Regions from separate parts of the Mus musculus genome. Here regions 2, 3, 4, 5, 6 and 7 are each linked to region 1. The links are chromatin contacts, called in public ChIA-PET, HiChIP or PLAC-seq and promoter capture Hi-C maps. All regions are on one chromosome and are shown on one strand. The core of a region is the stretch at or near the end of the contact, and the rest is flanking DNA. Distances in the headings are between cores, read along the strand shown.

Region 1 (3,148 bases), core at 167-2,666:
AATGCACGCTCCTCCCTGAGGGACCTTGATTTGTTTTAGGATGGGCCTCACGACCTACAGTGCTTGTCACATATCTACTGAAATTGCTCTATGCTCTGTCACAAAAAAAAAAAAAACAAGACAAAAACTGTTCTAAGGGGGACAAGTACCACACACAGAACATTACCCCCGTGTTCTGGAGCCCATCATTTGTCTAGTTTCTGCAATCCATCACTCCTAAATTAGTAATACACCACAGAGAAGAAAGCGCTCTGCACAGCATCTGGGGGTCGCTGCCTCTTGCACCTGCATGCCTCAAGAGTTGTTCCCTGTCAACCCTTCCAGACCCTGCCCCTCTGAGTCCTTCCCTCTCTGGGCCCCTCTCACCTTTGGGGGTGGGGTGGGAAATGATCATCTTGGATCATCCCCAGCCCTTTCTCTATGTTCTACCTCCACCGCAACCAGTTCCCCAACACACAACCTGGATCTAAGGGGCTGAGTATGGGTTTACTGATGCTCTTCTGAGCACCTTAATGAGGGTTAAAAAAAAAAAAAAAACTCACATCAAAAAAACAGGCAGTTCCAAGACGTATAACTAGTCTCTAAGTCTTCCCCCCGCCCCCAACAGGGTTGCTCCATGTAGACCAGGCTAGCCTCAAACTCACAGCCTCTGCCTCACATAAAGGCGTGCACCACCACCTCCTGGATAGTATCTGTTATTAAGAACTAAGAAAGAAAAGCCACTGGGGGTTCTCAATGTGGAAGTATGAAGCCCTCTTGCACTGATACCCTGCTAAGGGAGACAATGTAGCCTTATCTGCTCCACGCTGGAAGTACAGCCTGGAGGGCTGGACATTTTACTGCCTTAATGTCACCATATAATCTAGACCCATTTAACCAGCACCCCTTCGATCCATTCAGTAACTGTCTTCGCGCTCGGGCTTAATTCCTACACGTGTGCCCCGAAACTGAACACGGTAGTGGGGTAGCAAGAGGACACCTAACACATGCCGCCTGGATCTGTGCAGGCAACAACAGGCCACCTTCCTCCACGACCTGGGGCCGGGGGGTCGGGGCGGCGCGCGAGCCGCGGCGGGCAGCGCTCAGCAGTCCCCTCGCGCACCCCTCTCGGAGATCGGCCCGCCCCTGGCAACCCCTCGCCAGGCTCAAAGGCGCTGCCCGGCCCCGCCCGCCCGCCGCCCGCCGGCTCGCCCGTGGCCTTGACAGCCCAGAGGAAGGCGGTGGTGTGCCGCCCGACCAGGTCCGCGCCACCAGCCCACCCCCAGCACCTCGCAGCTCCGGTGCAGCCGAGCCGCGGTCTCCCTCACGGCTGCGGAAGGAGGATGGCGGGCAGGGCGGCCGCCAGAGCTCGGCTCCGGATCCGGGAAGCTGCACAGGCACTTCCGTTCCGTCCCGCGGCGCCTCCAGCCGCCAAGATGGCCGCGGGGCGGGGCCCAAGCTCCAACCATTTCCGCTTCCGGTATGGACGCAGAGGCCGTTGGCGGGAGCGCTTCCCGGCGGAAGGACGGGGTTGGCGGAAACGTGCCGTGGTGCACAGGCGCATTGACGTCCTCAGGCTCCGGATCCGGCGCCGCTGCTTCGGATGTTATGGTCTCCTGGCCACGCCCCATGGCAACCGGAGGCCAATGGAAGGCAGCTTTATGGTTGCTAGGGAAACTTTGGCGGCAAGATGGAGGCAGCTGGCGATCCCTACCAGGCTTCGCTCCAGCCGCGTCGGCACTCGCCGAGACTGCCGCCGCGAAACGGTACGGGCTGCGTCTCCCCGCTGGAGCTCCGTCGCGTTCGCGTGCTCCACAGGCGTGGTCCAGGCTGCAGGCTCACGGCCAGCCGACCCTGCGTCAGGGGGGGCAGGTAGAGCTGAGGTCAGGCTGGCTGGGTGAGCACACGAGGTTCGCCCAATGCAGTCTGATGAAAAGTTGTTCTAAAACCGGAGAAACAGGATCGATATGAGGTCAGAGTCCATGCTAGTGCCACTGTCTTCCCGTCCCAGGCTGCGACTTGCTGGCAAGAAAGCAGTGGGGTTGCTTATCCATCTCAGGAACTGAGAGATGGGTGTTGGGTGTGATGTCTCAGAGCTGGCTGCGTGATAAAAGATGAGGCAGCCAGGAGTAATTAGGAGTGAGTGTGGATTTTTGTCCCGTGGGGACAGGAGGATAGTGACGGTCCTGGCAGGGTGGGCTCTTTGCTGTATCCTCACGGAGCTTGTTGACTGCTTCCGTGCCCTCACCGCCTCCTCTTAAAGAGCCTACAATCAGCTTTTGTCTTAGCCCTCCTCTGGCCAGGCCTGCCTTTCCCTCAGTACTATCCATGTAACAAAACCCAAGCAAGGGAGAGGGAGCACCCATCTTGAGCAATTAACCATCCTGTCATGTTCAAGAGACTGATGAGAAATGACCTGCAGACTACTCCAGACCCTGAGCTGCCCCATCTCTGTGTCTGTTGATGGCAAACCATTGCTATGTTCATCTTCTTTTCCGAACACAGGCTATGGCGTATATGTATACCCAAATTCTTTCTTCCGCTATGAAGGAGAATGGAAGGGAGGCAAGAAACACGGTAAGAAGCCTGTGATCATTGCAGAGCTCATTCCAGAGCCAGATTCCTGAGAAAAGGTGTGGGAGGCAGTCAGTCTTGTACCAAGCATAGCCTGGTACTGCGCCTGCACACTGGGACTACCACTTGGACCCAGTCATGGTGGAACCAATGTAAGACCAATTCTTGTAGGCTTGGAGGTCATCACATGCTGGTGGGTGGTGGAACTATTGGTGGGAGGGAAAGAGTGGGGCAGTAGACCCAGAGTGTCACACACAAACACCATCATGGCGTCCTGCATGCTTGTTATTGGACATCCAGGCCTCTAATCATCAGCCTTAGTGTCTCTGTATTCAAAAAAAAAAAAAAAAAAAAAAAAGGTAAACATGGGCACGAAAGAACCCTGTTCTCTCGTGTCTGTGAGCATTCCAGTTTATAGAATATACCACCAGACAAAGGCCAGGCGATGTGGAGGTTTTGCTGTGAGACATTATTGAATCTGTTGATTCCTGGGGAAAGGCAGCTGTGTTCTTAATAGGCTGCCTCCTGTTGCCTCTCTTACAACATGGAGGCTCTGCTGTGTTTTCCCAAGCTAGAGTTAATGGAAGCGAGGTAT
Region 2 (3,148 bases), core at 261-2,760, 910 kb after region 1:
CTCTGTCTGAACAATACAAAGACAACTTTGACAAGTAACATTTTGAGATGAATTCAACACAGTCTGCAGGTGAGGCTGTGCAGAACAATCAAGATGGGCAGTGAGCTGCAGAGTTTGCAGAATGAGGGCACTCTAAACTCATCAAGTGAGGAGGCCCTTCCCTCACACTCCAGATGGCTGATAGGTGGCATTACATGGTCAGTGTGTGTGCATGTGTGTGTGTGTGTGCGCGCGCGTGCGCGCGCACGCGCTCAGATGCAATCTCCACATTCATAACCAGATGTCCTTGGGTAGGCCTTACACCAGACCACTAATGGCACCCTCAGTGGACTAGACATTGTTAGCTGTCTCTGGCCATCAGTCCCAAGGTCTCAACAGCAATTGGATAAACCAAGCTCAGCCCAGATCATTTATCAGATTGTTCAGGATGCTTGGCCTGTGTCAGGAGAGACCCCGGCACCTGCAGTGACATCAGGGAACGCCCTCCTTGCGCTGGCAGCACTGGGAGGGTGGAGCTGACCAGTCATAGACATAGGAAAGGCGCAACTGCACCTCATGCTTGCACAACCGGCCCTCATGCAGCAACATCTGTTGCTTCTCCAACATGTCCTCTGGGCTTTGCTTGTGTGTCACCAGATACTGATTGTTGCAGCCTCGAGATTTGTACTCCGTGTCGAAGCGTGGGTCGTGCTCCCGTTGCACATCCACTGGTGCCAGCCAGGTGCCCAGCGATACGTCTTCACTGTGCCACGCGCGCAGGTACTCGCGGCTGAGGCGCAGGTAATGCACCAGGTCCGCAGAAAGGACATAGCCACCGCCCAACGCGTAGGGCAGGTAGTAGTCGCAGAGTTGCCAGGCTGCTTCTCGCCAGCGACCTCCCGGCTTGACGCGCCCGCGCCCGGAAAAGAAGCCCCAGTAGAGGCGCCGGCGGCGTGCGGGCTCCCGTGCGCGTAGGTCCACCAGGATAGCGTCCAGGCGCGCAAAGGAGTCGTCGTCCGCCTTGAGCACGAACTCGAAGTCCACGCGCTCATCCAGCCAGGTCAGCATGGCCAGGACCTTGGCCGTGAGGTTCTCGTAGGCGTCGCGCAGGGCGGGCAGCAGCAGCAGGTCCCCGTGCTGCGCCTGCTCGAGCTCAAGAGCGCGCCGCTCCTCCGAGCCTAAGCCGCCAGTGCCCACGGCGAAGCGCGCCCACACGTCCTCGGGTCCGCCACGCCTCTCCGGTGCCAGCCACGTGCTGCGCACTGCGGTGCGGCGCTCGACCGCGCGGGGCGCACTGGCCACCAGCACCGCCAGGAAGGCCTTAGCGCGGGGCCGAGCGGCTCCGGAAGCGGAGGGCGTCTCGCCCTCGGAAGCGCAGCGCGCCAGGTACAACAGAGTGGTGCCGCAGAACGCCAGGCCGCCTAGGCCCAGCGCCACCCGGTGCCGCCAAGCGCGCCGGAATACCTTCATGCTGCGGGCGAGAGGCCGCCGAGGAGCGCAGGCGCGGACGCTGGAAGGCGCCTGCGCGACTCGGACGCTGGAAGGCGCCTGCGCGACTCGGAGGCTGGAAGGCGCCTGCGCGACTCGGAGGCTGGAAGGCGCCTGCGCGACTCGGAGACTGGAAGGCGCCTGCGCGACTCGACTCGGAGACTGGAAGGCGCCTGCGCGACTCGACTCGGAGACTGGAAGGCGCCTGCGCGACTCGGAGACTGGAAGGCTCGGAGGCTGGAAGGCGCCTGCGCGACTCGGACGCTGGAAGGCGCCTGCGCGACTCGGACGCTGGAAGGCGCCTGCGCGACTCGACTCGGACGCTGGAAGGCGCCTGCGCGACTCGGAGACTGGCGCGGCCGGTTAGGCCTGGTAACGTGGGAGGAGCCCCGAGGCGCACCGTGGCTGGGGGTTTCGACTCCCCGGAGCTGATATCCAGGGCGGCTTTGAAGGATAGGGCTGGGCCCAGAATGATTGACACGTGACCCCGCGCGCCATTCCTATTGGTTGCTTCGCAGAGGCTGCTTCCGCCCATAAGAAAGATGGCGGCTTCGAGATTCGTACCGGAGGCCGGGTGTTTTTTTCCCCACCGTTCCCGGTTGTCTTATTCGCCCCTTCCCGGAAGAAAGATGGCGGCGGCCTGAGCCGAGTTCTGCGTAAGACTTGGCGGGCGCCCAGACCCGGCGCATCAGAAGCCGGGGTGAGTGAGGGGTCCCTGCAGTCGCCGTGCGAGGGGCGGGCTTGGGAGGCCATTCGGGTAGCGTTCGAATCGCGCCAGGTCTGAGCCGGCTCGACCCCGCGGGCCGCCCTCTTCCTCGGCTGCTGCTTCCGGAACTCACTGCCGCGGGGGATCTGAGGCTCGGGGCTCTGTTACCGGCTGGCGTTGTGACCTCAACTTGTGGTCCAGCAGCATCTCTGCCTCGGTTTCCCCTTTGGTAAAACGTGCGCCATGAGTTCTAGTAGTGTGAGCTGGAAATGGAAGGCCTGGGTAAAACCTTCCTGCCCAGCCCGGGTTGGTGGGCGTTCTTCTCCGGTACTGTTCGGCGTAGTTCTTAAACCGACATTGCTTTTACTTACTGTTGTTGTTGTTGACGTTTTTCGAGACGAGCGAGCTTTCTCCGTGTAGCTCGGGCTGTGCTGGAGCTCACTCTGTAGACCAGAGTGGCTGCACTGGAACTCAGAGATCGCCTGCCTTTGCCTCCTTAGTGCTAGAATTAAAGGCTTTTTCTTTTCTTTTACTTAACTTTTTTTTTTTTCTTCCTGCCAGGCTTTATTTCTTTACATTCCTATTTTTGTGTTGCTGGAGGAGATCGAATCCAGCACCGTAAATGCTGGGCAAAGGCTCTACTACTGGGCTAAATCATCAGTCCACTACCAGCTTTTGGGCTGTTTTACACTGTTGGTTTTTAGACTTTGGTGGTCTTTTTTTTTTTCCCTTTCCTCTTTTGTTGTTGTTAGCGATAGGTTCCAGACAGGGTTTCATGTAGCCTGCCTGAACTTACTATGTAGCTGAGGCTGGCCTTGAACTATTGAGTCTACTGCCTGTAACTCGAAGCAAGCCTAGTCAGTCTGCTTGGCAAGTTCCTGGCCAACCAAGGCTTCATTGTGAGACCCTGTCTCAAAACAAAACAAAAAAGCAAAAGAAACAAAATATATAGTTTGATTTCATCAGAATTATAAT
Region 3 (3,148 bases), core at 248-2,747, 740 kb after region 1:
CCCTGGTTGGGCATGTTCTGTTTTGGCCTGGAGCCTGTTTGAGATACAGGGGGTCTTTTGGTTTTTTGAGACAGGGTTTCTCTGTGTAGCCCTGGCTGTCCTAGAATTCAATCTGTAGACCAGGCTGGCCTTGCAACTCAAAAGAGATCCATCTGACTCTGTTTCCCAAGTGCTGGGATTAAAGGCGTGGGCCACCACCACCCAGGAAAGTATAGGGATCTTAACAAGGTTGGCTTTACTCACCTCCTGGAAGACTAGAAACTTGCTAGTTCCCGGGATTGTGTAAGGAGGATGCTTTGCTTGGTCTCTTTCCAAAACTTGTTTCCACTTGCCCTTTCTCTTATTGTCCCTGACTCTACAAAGACCTGTCCCGATACGGGTTGTTGTGAACATGACCATTTCTCTGATGGATTTATTTACTTTTATTCATCTCCTTGAACCTTTAGTTATGCAATCCAAGGAGAAACACATCAAATAAAAGCTGGCCATGTTGAGGACTGGGAGCACCAAGGTGAGGGCTGGAATCTAGAGACTCCATTTGCCTTTTGTGGCTAAACCCAGGGTGAGAGTCTGAACTAAAGACAGACTAAAATGCATAAACCTTCCTGTTTGGGCTAGCGCAGTGGTTAAGTGCTTGCCACATAAACCCGACAACTTGAATGAGATCCCTGGAATTCACTTCCTTAAATGTGGAAGAAGAGAAATGACTCCATGTGTGCTGTGGCATATGCAGGTGCACATTGTGCCTCCCCTCTCGAAACATCATTAGAAAAGACAAATATCTCCAGCATCCCCTCTCGAAGGTAGGGTACACGCAACATCACTTTGTGACCTCAGTTACACAGCTGGGACGACAGCCTGCAATTTCTGCCCTCTTATTGGTTTATGTAACTTTAGCTAGGTTAATGCCTGAGAATGAGATATTTGGCCACTTTGTGTTAAGAATCCACAGAAATCCCTCATGCGAGGCATACGTAGTTTCTCAAATGAAGGAGAACCCTAGTCTTGCACCCCTGTCCATCGGAGCCAGCAGGACTTTCTGGTCCACACTGAGGTGCAGTGGATTGCTAGGCTCTTGCCAAGGAAAGCAGCAGCCGTATTCTGAAGAAGCTGCTTTTAAGTTTTGGGATAAAAATTAACGTGTGTGTGAGGATATTTAAATTTTTCCTCAGGGGGCTGGTGAGATGGCTCAGTGGGTAAGAGCACCCGACTGCTCTTCCGAAGGTCCGAAGTTCAAATCCCAGCAACCACATGGTGGCTCACAACCATCCGTAATGAGATCTGACTCCCTCTTCTGGAGTGTCTGAAGACAGCTACAGTGTACTTATATATAATAAAAAATAAATAAATCTTTAAAAAAAATTTTTTTTTCCTCAGGGCACACTAAAGAAATTAGGACTTTTTTCACTTGAGATTAGCGGCAGGGTAGGACCGCGGAGCAGGAACAGGGCGGAGTTTCTGAGGCCTCAAGAAGCAGAGCGCCCCATTCTGCAGCCAGCCTATCCCACAGGACTATTAAACGACCTGCCGCCCTAACAGGAGGAGCGCCACTTGTCACTTCCGCAGTCCTACGGTCCATGGCGGTACCCGGAGGCTAACCGGCTTGGGAGAGACGAAAGGAAAAAAATATATATATATATACTGTAAAGTCCGCGTGCACGCAGAGAGCACTCTCCGGGATTGTGGTGGGTGTCGGGTGTGGGCACTTTTTACCCGGAACGTTGTTGCTGCTGGACAACAGCGGCAGGGGAAGCGTCCCCTCCAACCGGAAGCGATCGCCTTCGGGCACGCAAGGATCGAGTTAGCGCAGAGCCGGGCACCAGAGGGCGCTGCGTAGGACCAGGGACCGGAAGTGGTCGAGGTCAGAGGCGACCTGATCGGTCCTAACTTCCGGGATTCGGTGGGCCTGTTGCGGGGCTCAGATGATGAGCGGCGGCGGAGCTCGCTTGGCCTGCGTCTGTTTGGTGCGTGCGAGCGTCGATATCGTCCTGCGCTGTGGGTTTCGCTGCCTGAGCGGGAACCGTGGGTGGGCGGCTTACAGCGACCACGCTGGTGGAGAGAAGTAGGGACAGGATTTGCGCTCAGAGCGACTTTTGAAGATGTCTCCTTATCGCGGGTCAGGGGGACCCAGGGTGATGGGATATGCGAGGCCTGCGGCCGAGAGCACTGCCCGTCGCCGCTGCGTGACCTCAGCTGGTTCCTGTGTTCTAGCTTTGAGCGCTGCCGCCGGACCAACTGCTCACCATGTTCCTGGCGCGCCTGACTTCACGGCTGGCCAGGACTGTTGTTCCCTGGGCAGGTAAGACGCCCCTGGACGCGGAATCCACACCTGACTTGGGGATGGGAATCATCGCGGCCCAGCTCGCCTTCAGTAGTCTCCTGTCGCTACTGGGAATAAGAGCCTGGGCACAAACCTTTTCCTGCGAGCTTGCATGTAGTATGTAGGAGCACATCACAACTCCAGACGGAAGGATAAGGGGCAGGCCTTACCATTTGGGTCTACATGTTGCCCTAGCCTGGGTAGTAGTGGTGTTCTGATCTGCTGTGATGGCACTAGTAGCAACTGTGTTGTTTCCCCAGGTTTCAGTCGTTCCTGCCCTGGCTCCGGGGTGATTGGCAGCTATGCTTTTCGACCCCTTTACAGTTTGCAGCCTGCAAGCCCAAGTCGGGCTGCCTCCCTCCCTGGTAAGAGGACCCAGTCAGAGCTTGAGGAGTTCCTGGTCCCCAGGAAGATGGCCATCAGTCCTCTAGAGAGCTGGCTGACTGCTCAATACTTATTGCCCAGACGGAATGTCGAGGTCCCAGTGACTCTGGCTCCCTCCCAGTTCTACGAATGTCCACCTAGGCAGGGGGAGGAGGAAGCCCAGCAGGGAGTCAGGGAAGCCTGGGATGCCACTCCAGTGCAGTGCAAAAACGTGCTGAAGATCCGAAGGCGAAAGATGAACCACCACAAGTACCGTAAACTGGTCAAAAGGACCCGGTTTCTACGTCGCAAGGTCCGGGAAGGACGTTTGAAGAAGAAGCAGGTGAATATGGGCACTCCCTTGGACCTAGACTGACAGTGGTTAAAAGAGGCTTTGCTCGTTATAATAAGTTGGTTGTCTCCTCTGCCCTTGCAGATCAAATTTGAGAAAGACTTGAAGCGCAT
Region 4 (3,148 bases), core at 424-2,923, 670 kb after region 1:
GATCTCACAGTGTACCCCAACTAGCCTGGAACTTACTGTACAGAGCAGTCCAGCTTCAAACTCAGAGATCTGTCTGTCTCTGCCTCCCAAGTATTGGAATTAAAGGCATGAGCTCAAGACTTTTTTTTTTCCTACAAGAGCAGAGAATTGACTCACCAAGTGCCAGACTCTCTCTCAGAGGGTCTGCATATTATACCTATTTAAATTAGGGCTTCCCTATAGGATCTTTTGAAAAACAGAACACCCGCATAAACACAAAATTGAGAATGGAAACATCCTTCAATAAGTATTCATTCAACAAAGCTGACATTTCAGGCTTTTAAAAAATTTTTTATGTATTTGAGTTTTTGCCTGCATATAAGTATGTATATGTCTGGTACCCTTAGAAGCCAGAGGAGTCCTTGGATGCCCTGAAACTGGGGTTACAGAAGGTTTTGAGCTGTCATATAGGTGCACAGAATTGAACACAGGTCCACTACAATAGCAACAAGTGCTCTTAGCCTTTCAGCCATCTCTGCAGCCCCCTGCAGGCTCTTAAAAATATTTCAACTAGCTAGGCATAGTGACACACGCCTCAGGAGGCCGTGGCAGGTGGAGCTGTGATTTCTCTGACAGCCTGGTCTACAGGAGTCTCAGCCAGGGCTGCACAGTCTTTATAAAAACAAGAACAAACAAAGCAAAATAATCAAAAAAATCCACCTTACATTACACTTTGGCACAAACTGTCAACATCAAAACAAAAATGTGTCATTTGTTGGGAAAAGTCCTGGCCTTTGGGATCCATCAATGCTAAAATCTGTCTCAGAGAGGATCAACCTTTACGGACACCCTCACCTCACGTTCCACAGTGGAATGCTATCATCCAATAGTAAACACGACATCTACTCTCTCCTTTTTAAGTGAGAGATTGCTATTAACTACCACAACACAGGATCGCCTGACCTGGCTATGACTTTTGGCCTGCACCACGTGGAGGCAGCTAGAAAGCCCAACAGTAAAGTAGGTAAGGCCAACATTGGCACAGGGTCTCTCCTACGACCTACGTGTTGACAGCTACAAGTGCAAGAGGGTGGCAGGATCGGGGTCTCCCCCAATGCAGGACGGCTATGACCAAATGTCCCATAAGCGGCCATTCAGGTCACCTGAAAGGTACGGCTGCGAACGACCACTGTGCTGCTAAGACGTCAAGAGGACCAAAGTCCTAAGGGCAGCAGCTAGTGCCTCCGAGAGAAACCTCCCATTTCCCAGGGCCTCGGCCCGCCAAGCCCAGCCCGCGCACTCACGCGAGTGCTCCAACTCGCGAGCCGCTTTGGCCGCACGTTCCAGGCCCGTCGGGTCGAAGTTGCTCCATTTGTCCTTGGGCGATGGCCGGTCTCCCGCCCCGCGGTCACCGCCGCCCTCCGCCCCGGGTTGAGCGGGCGGCAAGGGCAGCGGAGGCCCTGTGCCTTCGCCCTTGGGGCCCTTGATGCCGAAGAGCCACGACATGGTCTGCAAGCTCCGCGCGCCCTCGGCGGACCGTACCGGAGCGTGACTCGCGAGGCTCCTCGCAGTCACCACGCGCCGCGGGCGCGACTCACTGCGCAGGCGCGAGCCACACCCCTTCCTTCTGGACGACGGAAACCTAGGAGGGTCAAGACGTTCTCAGCCGCCGGATTGGCCGCTGACATAGGGACGCCAGTGGCGTCGGTGGCACGATTTGCCCAGCTTTCTAAGGAGGCGGAACTGGACAGAGCTCCTGGACCAGGCAAATAGGAGCAAAGTTTTCGAGGTGGGTGTGCCTTCATCCTAGAAAACTTTTTTTTTTTTTTTTTTTTTTTTAAGCAAAGGTGCTATTCCTCTGGGGTCGTTCTGTACCTGTCGCTATAGGCATTTATGGAGACGCCCCAGCCACAGAGCCCACAGACGATCAGAGACACTGGACTCACACCACGGAGGGTCAGAACTCTTCTGCTGTGAATCCTACCCAAAGAACAGAAGAGGAAGGGAAAACCTGAAGGTGCTGTGGGTCTCCCGGAGCTAATTTTTTCCGGACTTGAGATGCCTCAGGTCACTGCAACTAAGGGCGAAGTAATCGGGGTGAGACCTCCAGCCGGGAGGACTAGAGAAGGGGTCCCTGGCGCCCCTCGACCGGCCGGGCACCCCTGCTGTGACCCCACGCTTTCTCGGAGCCGGATTCATGTATATCTGTGGCTGCTTTGAGCGTCTCCAGGCCAGCGGCTCCTACAGCCAAGCGTGCATAAGAATAAGAGAGTTACTTAGGTCAGAGACTTGGGCGCCTCTGACAAACAATCCTGCACCATTCTGCTACGATTGCTCAGGCGGTGTTTTGAGCCCGATCCTCTTTGGTGTTTTGGCAACCCACGGCGGCTATTGGCATGCTGCTGCTTTGCAGTACAAGCCAGAAAGCCAAGCCGACTCCCAGAGCCTGCAGAGGGTACATTACACTCAGGAGCTACTTAGAGTGAGGGCTGGTGCTCCAGGCTTGTGCTTGTTAGCCAGTGAGCGCTCCTTGGGAGCCTGCTGAGCCAGGTGCCTGCTCTGGACCTAGGGTTGACCTAACCTTTGGGCAAGTGGAAGGTAGCATGGACAGTGGCAGTTGTCACTAGGAACCCACATTTACCAAAGTCAGCGTCTTGGGTCCAGGCATCTTTCATAAAACCGGTTGAGTTCACAGAATTGTTTGGACTGTTTTTTAACACTGGACAAAAGGCAATTTTAAATGATAAAAAAGGAAGTTGAAGGTATGTTATTAGTCGTATTTATTTTTTATAAAACTTTAATTTTTTAAAATCTTACTATTAATGATAGTTCTTGAGTGCTGTAACCTTCCTTATAGCCCACCACCCATCAGAGATAGTGGAAAAAGGATATGGGGGAGGTAGACCTGTTTAGAAATGGTTCTTTGGAACAACTCCTGTCTATGTTGTCTGAAAATCAACAGTTCATTTCCCAGGTTAACAGCAGCAGCTCCATCCATTCCCATACACTTCACAAACACACTAACAGTCCAGTTCGATAGTCTGGATAACAAACATGAATCAGCAGTGGTGACACAACCTAACGGAGACAGCCAAGCCACCGCCTCTGTAGGAGGGACCAAGAGGAATGCCAAGAGAAGTTCTCAACTAGGCCTCTCTCTTTGCAACAA
Region 5 (3,148 bases), core at 165-2,664, 650 kb after region 1:
GCAGAAGTGAAGATCAGTGGAGGGCAGGGTCAGGGAAGGCGCGTCACAATGCCCGGGTTCACTCAAGGCCGTGCTTTTCCCAGATCCAGCACACTGAGGACATGGAGAATGAAATCGACGAGCTGCTGCAGGAGTTCGAGGAGAAGAGTGGCCGGGCCTTTCTGCATACTGTCTGCTTCTACTGAGCCTCCTGTGCTCGGTGCATGGCCTGCCCTGCACAGCCACCTTTGTTGAAGCCACTTTTTCAGTGTGTTTTCCTTTCAGATATTTGTTTTTACTGCTAGGTGTACATCATCAATGTACTGTACATATGGAATGAGACGTACGCAGAAATGCCAGATTCAAATCCATTGTTTTTAACCAAAAGAAATAAAGATGGTTTACTCTACAGCCTACAGCAAGTGTCTGTTGTTGGCCCTTTTCTCTCCACTGCTGAATTGTACAGAAACCTAAATAAAGCAACAGGCTGTCTTATTAAGGGGAAAAAAAACCTTGGAATTGCCACAAAATAGGTGCTGCTAGAAGTCTTTGGTTTGTCCTGAATTCCTGGCCTGACTCCCTGCTGAGGAAGAGACTACTCGGCCATTGAGTCCAACCCTGTGATAAACCTGAGAGCACCCTTCTGAGAAGTAGGGCCGGACCCTGGTGCCTTAACAGCTCAGGGCCTGTGTGAGCTGATATAACTGAACTCCTGTTGGAACCTTCAGATACAGTGGGGTCTGGACTTGGGGGGCTGGAGGTCAGCTGTCCTCTTCCTGCTTTCCAACACAGGGCAGGGTTGGTTCTTCTGTTGTCAGCTCTGTGGCCAGCACAGGGCTTGGGACTCAATCCCAGCATGACCGGCAGCCACAAGAGGATCATAGACGCTGGCAGCTGTTCCAGCACCCCTTCCTCCTCAGAAATCGCCTAGTCTTTCCCACAACTGCCACGATCTTTATGGCATACTTGGCCCATTCCGCATCGCATCCGTATCGCCTACCCTCCTGCCCTCCTACCTCTGCTCATGTAGTCATTAGTCCCTGGTTCCTCTGACTTTCCAGGCCCCTCCTCTGATGGCACTTTCTTGCTGGAGGAGGCGGGTGCTGACACTTCCTGTCCCTCTCTGGAACCCGGAGAACCAGAAGGAGGGGCCTTACTTGGGGAAGTAGAGCAGAAACGACCACCTGGTCCAGGCCAAGGCCCAGTCCAGCGCGGCACTGGGCAGGGAGACCGGAGCCAAGGCTGATGACATGGGGCACAATGTGGAGCCGAGGCCGGAGGGGAGGGGTCTCGGGCTGCGTCACAGGGACAGGAGTGGAGAACCTCGCCCCTGGATGCTGGCGCGGGGCGGCGAAGTCCCTCCCCGGAGGCGGAGGCAGGAGGAGGAGGGAGGAGATAGTGAAGAAGAAAAGGAGGGAGGGAGAAGCCTGGAGGAGGGAAGAGGGAGGAGGGAGGGGGCCGCCGCGCAGACCGCAGGGAGCCGGGCGCAGGGAGCACCGGAGGGCGGAGCGGAGGGCTGCCAGCAACGGGCGACAGGCGAGCGACCCCACGTCAGCCCCCACATCTCGGCTGCCTGTGCCCGCGCCTGCCCCCGGGGTCCGCGGCGGCCCGGCGCGCGAGCGCTGACCTCTGCGGAGGCGGCGCGGGCTAAGCATCGGGCCGGGGCCGGGAGGGGCACCGGGGCCGGGGGGCGGCGCTCCGGCCCGGCCCGGCCCCGCCCGATGTCCATGAGTGCGAACACCATGATCTTCATGATTCTGGGGGCGTCGATCGTGATGGTGAGCGGAGGGGCTTCCCGCGCGCGCCCCCTGCTTCTGCCGCCCGCCCGCGCGCGCGCCTACCCCACCTCGCTTCCTTGTTTACCGGCCCGTGCGGCCTGCGCTGCCCTCGCTGCGATCTTGCGCTGCCCTCGCCCTGGTTGCCCTGCGTTTCCCCACCCACCCACCCACCCCTGCAGTCTAGTACTCCCCCTTGGCACCCCTTTCGGCCCGGCCCACTCCTCGCCCTGACCGGTCATGGGCTCTTCCAGGCCATCGCGTGCTTGATGGACATGAACGCGCTGCTGGACCGATTCCATAACTACATCCTCCCGCACCTGCGGGGCGAGGACCGCGTCTGCCACTGCAACTGTGGCCGGTGAGTGCGCCCCGGCTCTAGGCACTACACGCGTGATCACACTTGTGCAGCGGGCCCCACTTGGCCGGTGAGCCCGGAGCAGGCTGGGCCGCAGAGCCTGGCTGGATGATGGGGGCCGCTTCTGCCCGCCAGGTGCTGGGGGAGGGGTGGCTAACGGGAACCCTAGGTCAGCCAGCCGCTCCCTGGGAAAGGAAGCATGACTGAGTCTGTTAGGAACTCCTTCCTCCAGTTCCTTTAGAGAAAAGGCTGCCTGGTGGTGGCATTATGGGCCAAGGAGCCTCCTGGTCCAGGGCCCGGAGGCCTGAGAGCAGCATCCTTGAGTAGTGTCCACAGTGGAAGCCAGGAAGCTGGTTAAGCCTGGGGCAGTAGTCTTGCCTCCGACCCAAGTCTTCCTCCTGGGCCTACTGTGGCCATGGCAGGCAAGAGCAGGAGGTCAAGATAGGAAGGGCCTACCTTGAGGAACACCTGCCACAACTGATGACTATTGTGCAGGGGAGGAGCTGAAGTAGCTACGCTGGGGTTTGCTCAAGGTCACAATGAGACCCACCACACCCTTCAGGGACCTCCCCTTCTGTGCATGTGTAGTGATGAAGTCTTCTGGCCTTGCATGTTTGTATGTCCATGTATGAAATAAACATCTTCTCATGAGCCGCGCATGTGTGTACTGTCTGTGCATATACATGTGCGTACACAGCGCACTCGAACATCCGCATGCACTCATTCCAGAGATGCCCTCATGCGATAACCGTTGTCCCTACTGTTCAGACTGGGAGGAAGTGGATGGAGGCTTTACAGAGTAGACTTCCCCAAGGTTACACAACTAGGAAAGAATAGGGCTAGAATCCCAGAACCTCAGTTTCTTATCCCACCCTATGTTTCGGCTCCAGAGGTGTTCCTTCACACGGGGGTATAGGGTATGTCTTGACAGTTGCATATATCCTAAGTGCATACATGGCTGTGGGTACAGGCAAGTGTGTTGCAGATCATGGACGTTACAGTAAGTAGAAGGTGGATATACAGGACCCTCACATGC
Region 6 (3,148 bases), core at 270-2,769, 610 kb after region 1:
CTGGACATGACCTACAGGAATTTCTGGGCACATTTACAATGATGAGTCTGCACTCTGCCCAGTTTAAGGGAAAGGTAGGAATAGGGTGGGGGCAGGAAGTATATCTCTTGAAACCCCTGCCCTCCACTGAGGACGGAGATCTTATTAGACTCTACAAATTGGAGAGGCTTGGTGTCGTGATTGGATCCTTCCAAGTTAGTCATGAGGTGCACAATGGCTGCATAGAGGCTTCTGATACTGAACTCAGGCTCAGTTACCGCTTGGGGTTTTCAGGATGACTAGGATAAGGGCTGTAGGTGTGTGGAAACACCATAGTCTACAGACACAGGAGGTAGGACCTAGAGAACACTGCAGCCCGCACACCCTCCGTTTCCTTTCCTGGCTAAGGTCACCTCAAAGGACAGTACGTACAGTAGGGTGAGACCACACTCGCCTCCCTTTTCAGTGCACCGTTGATCCTTAGCAGCAGAGCTTTTAGGCACTAGCTGGTTCTGGCTGCACCCCCTACTTAGCGCAGGCAGGGCAGGCAGGGCAGTCTCTTCAGGTGTCCTTTGGCCCTGACTCTGTTTGGTGACCGTGCAGGGGTGAGAATTCAGTGGTTCTGCCCGTCCCCCTGTGTCTCCTTGCTTGGTTGTTTTGTGTTTTTTGAGACTAGTCTCAAGTAGTCAAGGAGACCTTTGATCTTGCTGATTTAGGGCACCATAACTGGCTTGGTTTGATTTTATTTTATTTTTTTGTTTTCATTTTGAGGGTCTCACTAAATTGCCCAGGTTGACCCCAAACTCATTTGGTAGCCCAGGTAGGCTATTCTCTTTTCCCACTTCTTTAGAGATGTATTTATTTTACGTATATAAGTGCTCTCTCTATACATATATATAAGTGTGTGCACCTGTGTGCCATCAGATCCCATTATAGATGGTTGTGAGCCACCATGTGGTTGCTGGGAATTTAATCCACAACTTCAGGAAGAGCAGCCAGTGCTCTTAACCACTGGGCCATCTCTCCTGCCCGGGTGGGCTAGTTCTTAAGTAGCTTGGATTCTATCGGCCTGACTCGGGGTGGCTTTTTGTGGGGTCGTTTTCATTGTCTGGTCCTGAGCCTCTTCAAGAGCCAATGACGAGAAGGAACAATGAGATAGAGGAGATCTGCCTGCAACATCTCTTCAGGAGTGCAGAATAATCAATTTTCACCAAGTCAAAACCTTGGCCTCAGATTTTCCTCCCTAGTGGATGCCATCTACTCCAAAGATCCAGGATCTCAGAGTGAAGTTACATTTCAGTCCCTTTGTCCATCCTCTTGGTCAGAGCGGGCAGGACGCTCTCGGTGGCCACGAGGGGCCAGCACCGGATAGAGGGACCGTCCGGAGTTCTCATCAATTGTGGCAAGGGCCTGTCCCAGGACCACCGTTCAACACCCGCCTGTGCTAGGTAGACTTTCTCATGCCCGTGGGACGCGGCCCAGAGAGGGTTAAGGGGGCGGGACGTGGGGCAGCCCCGCCTTTGCCGCTGGGTCCGAGCGCGCACCGGGCCTGGGCGTGAAGCGGGTCGGAGCGGGTGGCGGCGGAGGGCGCTGCGTGGGGGGAGCGCGGCAGCGGCTGCGGCGGCGCGGCCCGCGTGACCCTCCGCCGCGCCCCGTGCGCTCGCGAGCCCGCGCCCCGCCGCGCCGGCCTAGCCGCAGGATGCGCGCTCCGCCGCTGCTGCTGCTGCTGGCTGCATGCGCGCCACCGTCAGGCGCCGCTGTGGACCCGACGCCGCCGGGCTGGGAGCCGGCCCCCGACGCGCCCTGGTGCCCCTACAAGGTGCTGTCCGAGGGCCCAGAGACGGGCGGTGGGCGCCTGTGCTTTCGCAGCCCCGTTCGGGGTTTCCGCTGCCAGACGCCGGGCTGCGAAACGTTGGCCTCGGCGGGTGGCTCGCTGCGCGCCCACGTCCTGCGCAATCGCAGCGTGCTGCTGCAGTGGCGCCTGGCTCCTGCAGAGGCGCGCCGCGTGCGCGTCTTCGCGCTAAACTGCTCGTGGCGTGGCACCTATACGCGCTTCCCTTGCGATCGCGTGCTTTTGGGTGCCTCTTGCCGCGACTACCTGCTACCGGACGTGCACGACAGCGTGCGCTACCGCTTGTGCCTGCAGCAGCTGCCGCTGCGCGCCGAGGTCGCCGTCGTCCCGCCAGAGCTGGCCGAGTGCGTGGAGTTCACCGCCGAACCGGCAGCTATGCAGGAGATCGTGGTGGCCATGACGGCGGTAGGCGGCTCCATCTGTGTCATGCTGGTGGTCATCTGCCTGCTGGTGGCCTACATCACCGAGAACCTCATGCACCCGACCTTCCGGCGACCCAGTCTGCGCAGGCAGCCCTGAAGCGCAAGGCGACCCGCCCACCTGGGTTCCATCTGCCAAGTGCGCTGAGACCCTAAGGCCCTCTCTCTGCTTTTCTCTCATTCCCTCTCCCTCTTTAGGATCCCCATGGAGGGCCTAATGGAAACTAGCCCATGCAGGGACCTTGGCATCATCCCACGACCTTGCCAGCCCCAGATGGGTATCTGCCTTCCAGACTCAGGCCTCAGACTGGCCCATAGGCCTGGGCTAGAGTGTCAATGGCAGCCAGGGGTCTTCTCCATCTCCAGAGGCCTTTATAGAGCCGGCCAGAATATACATTCCCTTCTGGCAAAAACCACTGGCACCCAGGATCATGAACCTGAACTTTCATCCTGTGCCAGGTTGTCAAAGCTTGGCCGTGATTGTTGCTTGGTCACTTTGTACTTTGCAGATTGGGAGGAGTGACCTCTGGAGCCTGTACCCACCCCACCTTACCCCAGTGGGCTTAGGTTAGCTTTGTGCCTTAGTATCTCTGACCCACTGCAGGAGCCACCCATCATCCCTCAGCTGTCCATGGGGACTGTGGCCCTGTGGCTGTCTGGCTTATGCATGCTTCAGGTCAGAGTCCCATTGAGGACACACCATCTTTGAGACTTCCAGGAGCCTGGGGCAAGGGTTCACAGGCCCTGTTTTGTCTTCCTTTGTGGGTGTCCGAGAAGCCAAGAGCCATGATGTAGCTCAGCAGGCTGGGCCCAGTGTCCAGCTGCTGCACCCAGGGGTGAGTGTCCTCCACCTCAGGAGGCTGGGGATTCACCCTTTCCTCTTGCTTGTACTGCCTTG
Region 7 (3,148 bases), core at 168-2,667, 580 kb after region 1:
AACCATCCATAACAAGATCTGACTCCCTCTTCTGGATTGTCTGAAGACAGCTACAGTGTACTTACATATAATAAATAAATGAATCTTTAAAAAAAAATTAAGTCATGTTATAGTATAAAAGTTAGCAGATTGCCTTTATTCAAATGAATAAAACTACATGACATAGAGAGGATTCAGGACTCGAGTATATCTCCCTATACCTCTGGTGGTGTCGGAGATACTGTTGAATTGAAAAATGTCTAACAAAACTGGTTCATCAGAGGCCCCTACTAGGCAGGTGGATGTCCTAGATGCTAGTAGAATCAAACAAGAATGTCAACTGAAGACACAGAGGCCAGGAAACCAGATCTACCCTGCACCAAGACATCTGCTGGGGGACATCATTAAGGTTCAGGGGTATCATGGCTACTAATCTCTGGGGAACTCTAGGTACACTGTAGCTTGGGGTTCACCACCCTGCCTAGGGCTGACCTTGGGTGGGATAATGACATTCAGATACTTGTTGCATCAGAAGCAACAGGCCACAGTGGAATATATAGCCAGGAGACATTCTATAAGCAGCCAATCTTGCTCTGTCCCCAAGCCCACTAGCTCCTTAAGAGCCTTCCTGGCATCTCTGCTTTTCTTATTGGTTCTGAACCCAAAGGAGGCAGAAAGGACGATTTCTCACTGCCCAGTCCACTCAAGCACATTTAAACAGAAACACAAACCCTGACACATCAGACGGCATCCTCAAGAGAAACAAACCAAACCCGAACTGTCAAGCGCTCACCTGTCTGGAGGTCCAGTGTCCCCCACCCGCCTTGAGAATCGGGCAGGAGCCCTGATGCTTGGAGACTTGGGACTGGCCTCCGCCGTGCTGACCTTCCTCTCTGAAAGCCCCAGGAGATCCAAACCTATGGCCAGGGGTGCTGAGACGCAGTTAACATCTGAGAAGGGACAGAGGCCGCTGGTCGCCTTAAAAAGCTCCCATGGGTCTGGTGGCTGGGACACGCTGCATCACCCCCACGCACCGAGAACGCGCAACGGGCACGAGCTGGGTCCAGGGGGAGAAGCACCAAAAGCCCGTCGCGCTGAAGGGCCGAGGTCAGCCAACAAAACCGCAGCCCCGTCAGGACGATCAGGACCCCTAGGCCCCGTGCCACCGCCCCCGTCGCTGGGAGGACGCCCGGCCCGGCCCCCCACTTGCCAAGAGTTTCCGCGCTCGTTCGGCCCAGGAATACCCGCCCCTGAGCAGCGCAGAGGCTGACAGTGGAGCCTCGGCTCGCCACCGAGACGCCAGCTGCAGCCCGCCGTCCTCCGCCCCCTAACAGTGTTTAGCAAGGCCGCCTCTCTTGCGCTAGCCCACCAGGGAGCCCCACCACGGCTCCCCGACTACAGTCGCGGGGCGCCGCACAGATTGCCGGGAGCTGTAGTTTGCAGAGCCAGCCCGGGGGCGGGACAGACGACTCCCAGGAGGCTCTGCGCGTGACGCACTATGCTTAGGGTCAGGGGGCGGGGCTTATAGCTACCAAGGCACCCCGAGCATGACGTACACGTCTGGTCTGGTAGCAAAGGGACCGACGGACGCGTTATGCATGGTCAGCGGGAGCTCTGTTTCTCTAAAGAAGAAACTGGAAATGCCTGCGTCTCGGCATTCTTGGAACAGAGAGGGAGCGTTGAAAGGGGATGGGCGCAAAGTCGCACCCGGAAGTGCGTGTGGGCGGAGCCAGCCCTGCACAGGTCTCCTGCGCAGTACTAGTTCCCAGGACGCTCTCTGTTGCCTTGGAGACAGAAGTTTCGGGTGACGTCTTGCCTGAAATGGGTGGGGTTTCCAGAGATGTAGCGAAAACGCATCCAAAGTAATTCTTTTGGCTTTTTTTTTTCTTTTTGAAATAAGGTTTCACTATGTAGCAACGTGTAGCAACATATTGCAACATAGCCTGGGCCTCACTATGTTGATCCTGCTGACCCCGAGCTCATGGAGCCCCACCTGCTTCTGCCTCGAGAGTGCTGGAAATTAAAGCATGCACTACCACACCCTGCACGACTTAATTTATTTTATAATCAGAGTTGCGCCCATCTTTTTTCTTTTGTTTTCCTATCCTCTATCTGGAGCGGGGTGGGAATCAACTCAGACCTACTGAGCAACCCCCTACCCAGCTACTGATTTTAGTCCTACAGGCATAAAGTTAACAAGCAGTCATCCTGGCCTTTGTGTTTATAAACAGTATACTGCCTTGATTTACATGTATTAGACAGTTCTATGAAGTTCCTCAGACCACAACAACATAGTTCTCCAGCAACTCTCCCCACAAGCTTTGCCCCCATGTGCAAGTTACCTCCATATGTATTGTAACTGTCCCCTCACCAGCTTGCTGTCTAGGTGTATTCCACTGCTGCACACTACCACATATGAACCCAGTCTATTCCGGCACAATCGTAATTGTTCTTTGTTCTTTTCTTTACATTTATTTATTTTTGTTGAGGGAGGGGACACCAGTGCCATAAGCTGTAACCTCCCCCAGCCTGAAACAAGCTGATCCAGACCTTGACCTTGAGGCCACTAGGGAGATTACCTGGGGTGGAGCCTTCCTGCCTAGATGGCTCTATTGTTCTGCCACCTGCCACTGCTCCTCCAAGACACTGCTACCTGCTGAGAGGCCGCTGAGATATACCTGAAGAACACCCTATCCTGCAAGTCGCCTACAGGCTGGCTCCAGACACCAGAAATGGACTGGCAGGGGATGGGCCTTCCCTGTTATGAGCACACTCTCTTAGTAAACTGGCGGGCCTTGAACAGAATCATGTCTTGGTCTCCATTAATTTCTCTCGAAGTCTAGTCTCTTTCAGCCCCAGCCTGCCTCCCAGGTGTAGGCCCAAGTGGGCCGCGGGCCGGTATACAACAATAACCTACATGTGCAGTCAGAGGCTCATGCAAGCGTCTTTGCCTGCTAAGTCATTTTACAGGCTATTTTTATTTTGAGACAGCATCTTACTTTTGCCCAGGTTGACCTCCAACACTGTAGCTCTGTAGTCCTACAATCTTAGCCTTTCAAGTGCTGGGGTTTAGGGACTAAGTCACCTCTTCTAGCTCCAGCCTAGAATGTGTTCCCAGGTTTCTAGTTTGTTTGAGTGGGTGGTTGGTTAGTAGATTAGTTGGTTTTTG

Evidence for each region. Promoter capture Hi-C pulls out the DNA fragments that hold promoters and counts their contacts. ChIA-PET counts read pairs in DNA pulled down with a chosen protein or histone mark. HiChIP or PLAC-seq counts read pairs in DNA pulled down with a chosen protein or histone mark. Capture Hi-C pulls out chosen DNA fragments and counts their contacts.
Region 2: a promoter capture Hi-C map of liver shows a contact between it and region 1, with 4 times the contacts expected there. The contact joins the promoter of B3galt6 here to the promoter of Rer1 in region 1. A contact is called at or near these places in 1 of 39 promoter capture datasets (liver) and 1 of 9 other capture datasets (liver).
Region 3: an RNA polymerase II ChIA-PET map of memory CD8 T cells shows a contact between it and region 1, with 30 read pairs. The contact joins the promoter of Aurkaip1 here to the promoter of Rer1 in region 1. A contact is called at or near these places in 2 of 484 Hi-C or Micro-C datasets (CD4 T cells and muscle stem cells), 2 of 115 datasets of contacts at active chromatin or transcription factors (extraembryonic endoderm stem cells and memory CD8 T cells) and 1 of 9 other capture datasets (liver).
Region 4: a contact with region 1 is called in an H3K27ac HiChIP or PLAC-seq map of embryonic stem cells, with 6 read pairs. The contact joins the promoter of Atad3aos here to the promoter of Rer1 in region 1. A contact is called at or near these places in 5 of 39 promoter capture datasets (the C10 cell line, erythroid cells, liver and 1 more), 1 of 15 datasets of contacts at CTCF or cohesin (embryonic stem cells), 1 of 484 Hi-C or Micro-C datasets (embryonic stem cells), 2 of 115 datasets of contacts at active chromatin or transcription factors (embryonic stem cells and memory CD8 T cells) and 2 of 9 other capture datasets (adipose tissue and liver).
Region 5: an H3K27ac HiChIP or PLAC-seq map of double positive thymocytes shows a contact between it and region 1, with 2.8 times the contacts expected there. The contact joins the promoter of Tmem240 here to the promoter of Rer1 in region 1. A contact is called at or near these places in 2 of 39 promoter capture datasets (both in liver) and 1 of 115 datasets of contacts at active chromatin or transcription factors (double positive thymocytes).
Region 6: a contact with region 1 is called in a promoter capture Hi-C map of liver, with 2.5 times the contacts expected there. The contact joins the promoter of Fndc10 here to the promoter of Rer1 in region 1. A contact is called at or near these places in 4 of 39 promoter capture datasets (erythroid cells, hippocampal neurons, liver and 1 more) and 2 of 115 datasets of contacts at active chromatin or transcription factors (epiblast stem cells and memory CD8 T cells).
Region 7: an H3K4me3 HiChIP or PLAC-seq map of the 230-238 cell line shows a contact between it and region 1, with 12 read pairs. The contact joins the promoter of Mib2 here to the promoter of Rer1 in region 1. A contact is called at or near these places in 6 of 39 promoter capture datasets (the C10 cell line, cranial neural crest, embryonic stem cells and 2 more), 3 of 115 datasets of contacts at active chromatin or transcription factors (the 230-238 cell line and memory CD8 T cells) and 3 of 9 other capture datasets (adipose tissue, liver and pancreatic islet).

The regions. Positions count from the first base shown.
Region 1 is chr4:155,084,937-155,088,084 of GRCm38.p6, forward strand. It overlaps Rer1 (retention in endoplasmic reticulum sorting receptor 1), which reads right to left and starts at 1,417. Exons shown (of 7, transcript NM_026395.2): 1 at 1,269-1,417. Morn1 (MORN repeat containing 1) reads left to right here and starts at 1,641. Exons shown (of 14, transcript NM_001081100.1): 1 at 1,641-1,745; 2 at 2,485-2,556. The coding sequence starts at 1,670.
Region 2 is chr4:155,991,168-155,994,315 of GRCm38.p6, forward strand. B3galt6 (UDP-Gal:betaGal beta 1,3-galactosyltransferase, polypeptide 6) reads right to left here and starts at 1,511. Exons shown (of 1, transcript NM_080445.4): 1 at 1-1,511. The coding sequence starts at 1,449. The coding sequence ends at 472. It overlaps Sdf4 (stromal cell derived factor 4), which reads left to right and starts at 1,676. Exons shown (of 7, transcript NM_011341.5): 1 at 1,676-2,167.
Region 3 is chr4:155,829,772-155,832,919 of GRCm38.p6, forward strand. Aurkaip1 (aurora kinase A interacting protein 1) reads left to right here and starts at 1,498. Exons shown (of 4, transcript NM_025338.4): 1 at 1,498-1,964; 2 at 2,212-2,299; 3 at 2,581-3,026; 4 at 3,120-3,148. The coding sequence starts at 2,245.
Region 4 is chr4:155,759,519-155,762,666 of GRCm38.p6, forward strand. It overlaps Atad3aos (ATPase family, AAA domain containing 3A, opposite strand), which reads left to right and starts at 1,674. Exons shown (of 3, transcript NR_027972.1): 1 at 1,674-1,768; 2 at 1,867-2,259. Atad3a (ATPase family, AAA domain containing 3A) reads right to left here and starts at 1,580. Exons shown (of 16, transcript NM_179203.3): 1 at 1,284-1,580. The coding sequence starts at 1,485.
Region 5 is chr4:155,733,390-155,736,537 of GRCm38.p6, forward strand. Tmem240 (transmembrane protein 240) reads left to right here and starts at 1,415. Exons shown (of 4, transcript NM_001101506.1): 1 at 1,415-1,757; 2 at 2,009-2,115. The coding sequence starts at 1,701. Ssu72 (Ssu72 RNA polymerase II CTD phosphatase homolog (yeast)) reads left to right here. Exons shown (of 5, transcript NM_026899.3): 5 at 84-490. The coding sequence ends at 185. 1500002C15Rik (a long non-coding RNA gene) reads right to left here and starts at 1,053. Exons shown (of 2, transcript XR_001784583.2): 1 at 996-1,053.
Region 6 is chr4:155,692,823-155,695,970 of GRCm38.p6, forward strand. It overlaps Fndc10 (fibronectin type III domain containing 10), which reads left to right and starts at 1,520. Exons shown (of 1, transcript NM_178699.4): 1 at 1,520-3,148. The coding sequence starts at 1,679. The coding sequence ends at 2,350.
Region 7 is chr4:155,667,802-155,670,949 of GRCm38.p6, forward strand. Mib2 (mindbomb E3 ubiquitin protein ligase 2) reads right to left here and starts at 1,418. Exons shown (of 20, transcript NM_001369164.1): 1 at 773-1,418.